2 separate regions of the Rattus norvegicus genome follow, and region 1 is linked to region 2. Evidence: chromatin contacts called from public Hi-C data. All regions are on one chromosome and are shown on one strand. Each heading gives the region's core, a stretch centred on a gene start, on an enhancer-like site or on the middle of the called end of the contact. The rest is flanking DNA. Distances are from core to core; before and after follow the strand shown. Region 1 holds the start of Snrpf (small nuclear ribonucleoprotein polypeptide F). Region 2 holds the start of Cdk17 (cyclin-dependent kinase 17).

Region 1 (2,700 bases), core at 98-2,597, 450 kb after region 2:
TGGGGCAAGTATGTAGCACTGGTTGCTTAAGCCAGCTTTGCCAAAGGGACAAAAGCCCCAAATATCTACATGACACTCACTATCCAAGCTCTAACAAAATAAAGGTAAAGGTACAAGGTGATCTCTGCAAACATAAAACACAATTCAGGTGAGAGATTCCTAATGCAATCATATCAAGTTTATCCTACAAGAAGTATTCCCTTTAAATTCATAACCTTGCCCACACCCCAATCTACTTACACATCATCCCAAAGGATCTTGGAGGGCACAGGGTCTACTGAGTAGGCAACTTATGTTGCCTACAATTTATTATCCACAAACCAACTACTATTTAAAGTACTTGACAAGTCATGTAGTTATCTTGGCTTAAGAATGCTCCAATGATCTCTCACTGCACTTGACATTTAGCCTCATACTTCCTAACAGGCGTTGAGGTCCCAAGCTTATCTCAAAGCCACTGTTGTTGCAAGTAGCGGTTAATTCTTGTCAATTCCAACTAGTCAAGCCTACATTCTAGTTAAGAGTTCGTGTGCGAAATACTCTTCCACCAGCGCTGTCACTTAGAATTCTGGTTATATGCCACCTTCAGGAGAAAGGCGCTCCTCCGCAGCGTTATACCAATGCGCCTTTCAGAGCATGCTGTCAGCTTCCTGCTTAGCGATCACTACTTGTAATTGCTTATTTTTGCTATCATTTGACTGCCTACCTCCCACACCTGAGAAAATTCAGGATCTGAATTAGCACCCCATCTTTCTGGCACCTAAGAACCGTATTTAATGAATGGAAGGGTAGCCTGGGTGCCTAAGAACCGTATTAAATGAATGGAAGGGTAGCCTGGGCTTTCTGTCCCAGAGGACAATCTGCTAAGTTTGCAAACATCAAGGAATGAAGGCGCACTGTGGAGCGTGCTAAGTAGAAAATAAAAACTCGCTTCAGTTTACTCCTACCCTGTGGCTACACCTTAGGCTCTGGGACAAACAAAACGGGGTAAGACGGCTGGGGATCTCGGAGAAGGGAAGGGCTCCAATGCACGCACAGCAAGGCCTCGGAAGCGGGGAGGAAGAGCGAGCGGCCGGCCGCGCGGCGCCTCATGTGGATGAATGGAAGGCATAGCGTGCAGCCGTCCCCGCGAGGCCACCCGTCCTCTAGCCCTGCGGTGCTCATCCTCCTTACCATCGCGAACACCCGCGAGCGCTGCACCCCAGTAGCCGCCGACCCCGCCGCTGCCCGCCCCTCGTGACTGGAGCAGCTGCCGCTACACCACCGAAAGGACGGGCGCTAAAAGAAATGGCCGCCAAAAGGAGGCGTAACCTTTCACCTCTCGCCTCGTTGTCTAGGCTTCGATGATTGGTCACCAAAGACGCACTTGATGATTGGAGGAAATGGAGGTACTGTCTCCTAGCAACCAGAGGTAAGGCGTGTGTTTGTGTCTTCCGCGCAAGTTCCAAGTGGGAGAAATTGAGCGACCCCAGATTTCTTTCCTTCAGGACAAGTAGAAGCTAAATGCCCTGGAGAGCGGACGTGGTTTCTTTAGCTAATGAAGTTTTAATCTGTCCTTAAGTTGAGAGAATGAGATCGGATTCTGGAGGTCTCTGTTCATCCTCCCATAGCTCCAGCACTTGGGGAGTACCTCTAGCAGGGTCCCCTTTTACGGGACTGTTCTTTATTCTAGATTGTCCACTTCCCGGCTTTTAAAGGAAGCCGGGAAGCAGGACTACGAGAGTGATAGTGAAAAGCACCCAAGTAGGTCTTTACAAAAGTTGAAATCAGGTCAAGTTTGGTCTGGGATACTGTGAATACTGTGGTGGCCTCTTGTCGTTCTGGTGTCTAAGCATTCCCAGGGGAGGTCCTTTTACATGTGTCTGTAAATAAGGATGTGGGAAATTATTGACTCTATCACGGGTTAATCTCTCTGATGAAAAGATATCGATCAGAGTCCCATTTAATCTCCCCATAATCTCAACATTTCAGATACGGTTCACTTGTGATATGAAACCTGTGTAAAGAAAAAAAAAAAAAAAGAGGTACTTTTTTTCCTTTCTTGGGAGATCTAACCCTCTATGAACCTGAACTTTTTTTTTTTTGGCATGGATTCTCCAAGTAACTCAAGATTTGAGATCGGCCTAGGCCTAAAGATGGACATTTATATAATTAAAGTATGTCGACATGTGTTGTCTCAGCGGAGAACAGCACGTCTTATTCTTGCAAAGACCCGGTTCGAATCCCAGCACCCATTTGGTGATTCACATCCATCCAGTACTTCATATGCAGAGGATCAATCTCTCTCTTTTGATTTCTGTGGGCACCAGGCTCTCCCGTGGTACACATGCACACATGCAGACAAAACACAACGAAGAAAAAAAAAATCTAAAAAATGAGAAAAAGCATGCTGCTGATCTTGGATACATTTCGGTCAGGCCAAAATCTTAGTTCCAACTTTTCCATGGTAATGGAAAAATAATTACTGATCCTGGTCCTCAAACTTGCTCTAATTATTCAGTCAGCATTAACAAATCCATACGTTCTAAACTCACAACCCCAGGGATACCTAGTCTGACTTCTAATTTAAATCTGTAGGTGATGAAATACTGGGAGTTAGACTGCAAACAGATTCATGTTATTATTTTTTTCTCATTGTATTAATCTTCATTCTGCAAAAGACTAAGAGTGCCAAGATAAGTAATAAAACCAAGACAAAAT
Region 2 (2,700 bases), core at 52-2,551:
CACAGGAGAGATCTGGTTGACATGTATGAACCTTGGGAGTTGCAGAAAATACATCCAGCTTCGTCCAACAAAGTAGTAGAAAGAAGGTAGCAGAAAGTATCTTCAAGGAAAAAGTACAGCAATCTGAAAAGATACTACTCAGAAGTCCTTAGGAAATAATGAGATTTGAAATTGGACTTAAAATATATTGTACACTTCCTGGTGTTGAGAACGGAAGAACAAAACATAACAAAAAACCCCAACCTTCACCCTAGGGGCCTTTTATATGGTTAACTTTTTCTTGGTTAGGGTGTCCACATCCGGGGCCCCATCGTCTTCTTTCTGTTCTCTCAGTATCTCCCTCTGGAACTTAAGTCTGCTTTAACTTTATGCTTCTATCCCTACTTGTGGAAAGAAATGGGCCAGTGTCACTTTAGTTTGTCTACACATCAGTTGTTCCTACCTGGAAAATAAGAAAGCAAAAGGATTTACAGAAACTGGGCCAACCTCTTTGACTCGCCTCCTTCAAGCAACAGAATCTAACTCACTGCAACAGTATCTCTTTCTGGGTCCTATAACATAGTATTGACCCTCTCACAACACGGTTTTATTCTAACCATTTTAGTTTTTGTTGTTGTTGTTGGTTCCCCCCCCCCCCCCCCACGGAGCATACAGCCAACAGTGTAATAACATTTAAAAACACTGTGGTTGAAATCAAAGTTTCGTGCGTGGGTGACTACGCACTAGCAACGCACAACCAGTCACAGAACAGGAGAAAAGTTGGGGCAATCCACCGAGATATTTCTTTGTGGGTCATTTGACATCAACTCTCGAAAGCACTTTGGCAGGCATCCTGTGTACAGTAGCGCCTGGAATACTTCAGTGTTTTACAGTTGCGAGGGGGACAGTGAGGGATTGATTTATTGTGATCGGTTCCTCACCAATCGTGGTGGACAGGCACAGTGCAGCGTTCTGTCCACCGACAGGGTCTCCCTGCTCTCCCGATGAGTTTGAAGTGAGGCTTTGGGCGCGAGTTCCCTGGGAATACCCCCGCCCCGCCCAGACCACGCCCCGGCCATAAGCCCCACCCCCAAGTAAGGCCCCGCCCCGCCCTGTCGCCGCCGCCGGCAGGGGTCGCGCTGCCCCAGGCGAGCCGTGCAGGCGGGGGTGGGGAAGCTCCCGCAGCCGGTCGCTTTTCTCCGCCGCCGCTGGTTGGATCGTTTCAATAAAAGTCTTTTTTTTTTTCTTTTCTTTTTTTTCCCTCCCCGCTCTTGCTCGCTCCGGGGAACAGGCGGAGGCGTTAAGCCGCAGCCTCCGAGCGAGAGAAAGCAACGCGCACGCAGACGAACGAGAGCGGCAGCTGCGGTCTCCCCAGCGCCCGGCGGTCCAGCAGCCCGCGCCCCGCCGCCTCGCTCCTCCCCGGCTCCGCTGCCCGGAGTACTGGGCCGTCCGCGAGGCTCCGCGGCCCGGGAGCCATGTTGAGCGGGGGGCTCGGCCACGCGTGAGGCGGCCGGCGGCCCTCGCGGAGCGGAAGGCGCGAGAGGGGGAGGCCTGAGCCTGAGGCGCCTCGGCGCGTCCGCCGCCACCGGACCTGCATCCGCTCGTTCTGCGCGCCCGCCCGCCCGTCCGCCCGGAGCCCGCGATCTCCGCACTTGCTGGTGAGTTGGCGGCGGGGCTGGGCAGGGATCGCGACGCCTGTCAGCGGGCGGCTCGGGTGGGGACCGTGTCGGTCGAATGTCCACGCGCGACGTGGGCTGCGGGAGTGCCGAGCTGATTGGGGGGCCTGGGGGGAGGGGCTCCCGTCGCCGCCGCCGGAGTTCGCGGCGGATCGGGGCTCCCTGGGAGGCTGGTGGCCCCGCGGGGCGGCGGGAGGGGAAGAGGCGGAAAGTCCCCCCGAGACACAAAGGTCCCCGGGGTCCGGGTGGAGGCGCGGGCGGCGGGAGTGGGCGAGGACGCGGCGCTGCGGGCTCCTTGGAGACGCGGGAGGCTGCGCGCGGGTGGGTGGGCAACTCCGCGGGGGAGGAGCCCTCGCGTGGGGGATCGGGTCGACACAAAGCTCCGGGCAGCCCTCTTGCTGGCGGGTCACACCCCTGAGTGTCGCTCCAACCGGAGGCGGAGGGACTGTGGGAAACCCAAAGAACCCGGGAAGAGGGGGGTGGGGGTGGGTTCCACCGTTGTCTCAGCCGCAGTTGCTTTGCTCCGTGTTTATGTTCGGTGCTTCTGTTCCCCATCTCAGCTAGGTGGCCCCAGTTTTCTCCCCCACAACACCCCCGCACTGCCACATCGCCTTCCCCTGTGGTTCCCCACTCATTCTCTCCCCTACTTTTCACCCACTCCTTCTGGGGTAAGCGGTATTTTGCCTTCAGCTAGGGGAACGTTTGCTAATGACAGGATGCCTGACTTGTTCTGACCCTGAACTGCCTTGAACTCTTCTCTCTTTTCCTCCCACCCTTTCCTTTCTGGGATCTTCTGTGTCACGTGGCCATTAACAATTAGCTTTTCTTCTTCAAAAATGGCAAAAGCATTTAGCTGAAATCTGTGGCGCCTTTCCCTTCTGTGAATGTGGCCATCGAAGACGTGTCAGTGGCCCTGCTTTATCGCCTCCTAAGTCAAATTGATTCTTAAGACACAAGTCTGAAAATTTTGTTTTGAATCTTTGCCATTCCTTTGGCCAGCAAAGTGTATTTCTAATAGCGGACCCCCTGTCACTTAACAGGAAAT

What was found. Hi-C and Micro-C count contacts between places; a contact is called where the count stands out from the background.
Region 1: a Hi-C map of the A7r5 cell line shows a contact between it and region 2, with 2.8 times the contacts expected there. The contact joins the promoter of Snrpf here to the promoter of Cdk17 in region 2. A contact is called at or near these places in 1 of 12 Hi-C or Micro-C datasets (the A7r5 cell line) and 1 of 1 datasets of contacts at active chromatin or transcription factors (oligodendrocytes).

The regions. Positions count from the first base shown.
Region 1 is chr7:30,022,815-30,025,514 of GRCr8, forward strand. Snrpf (small nuclear ribonucleoprotein polypeptide F) reads right to left here and starts at 1,348. Exons shown (of 4, transcript NM_001126091.1): 1 at 1,174-1,348. The coding sequence starts at 1,176.
Region 2 is chr7:29,569,681-29,572,380 of GRCr8, forward strand. It overlaps Cdk17 (cyclin-dependent kinase 17), which reads left to right and starts at 1,302. Exons shown (of 17, transcript NM_001108082.2): 1 at 1,302-1,637.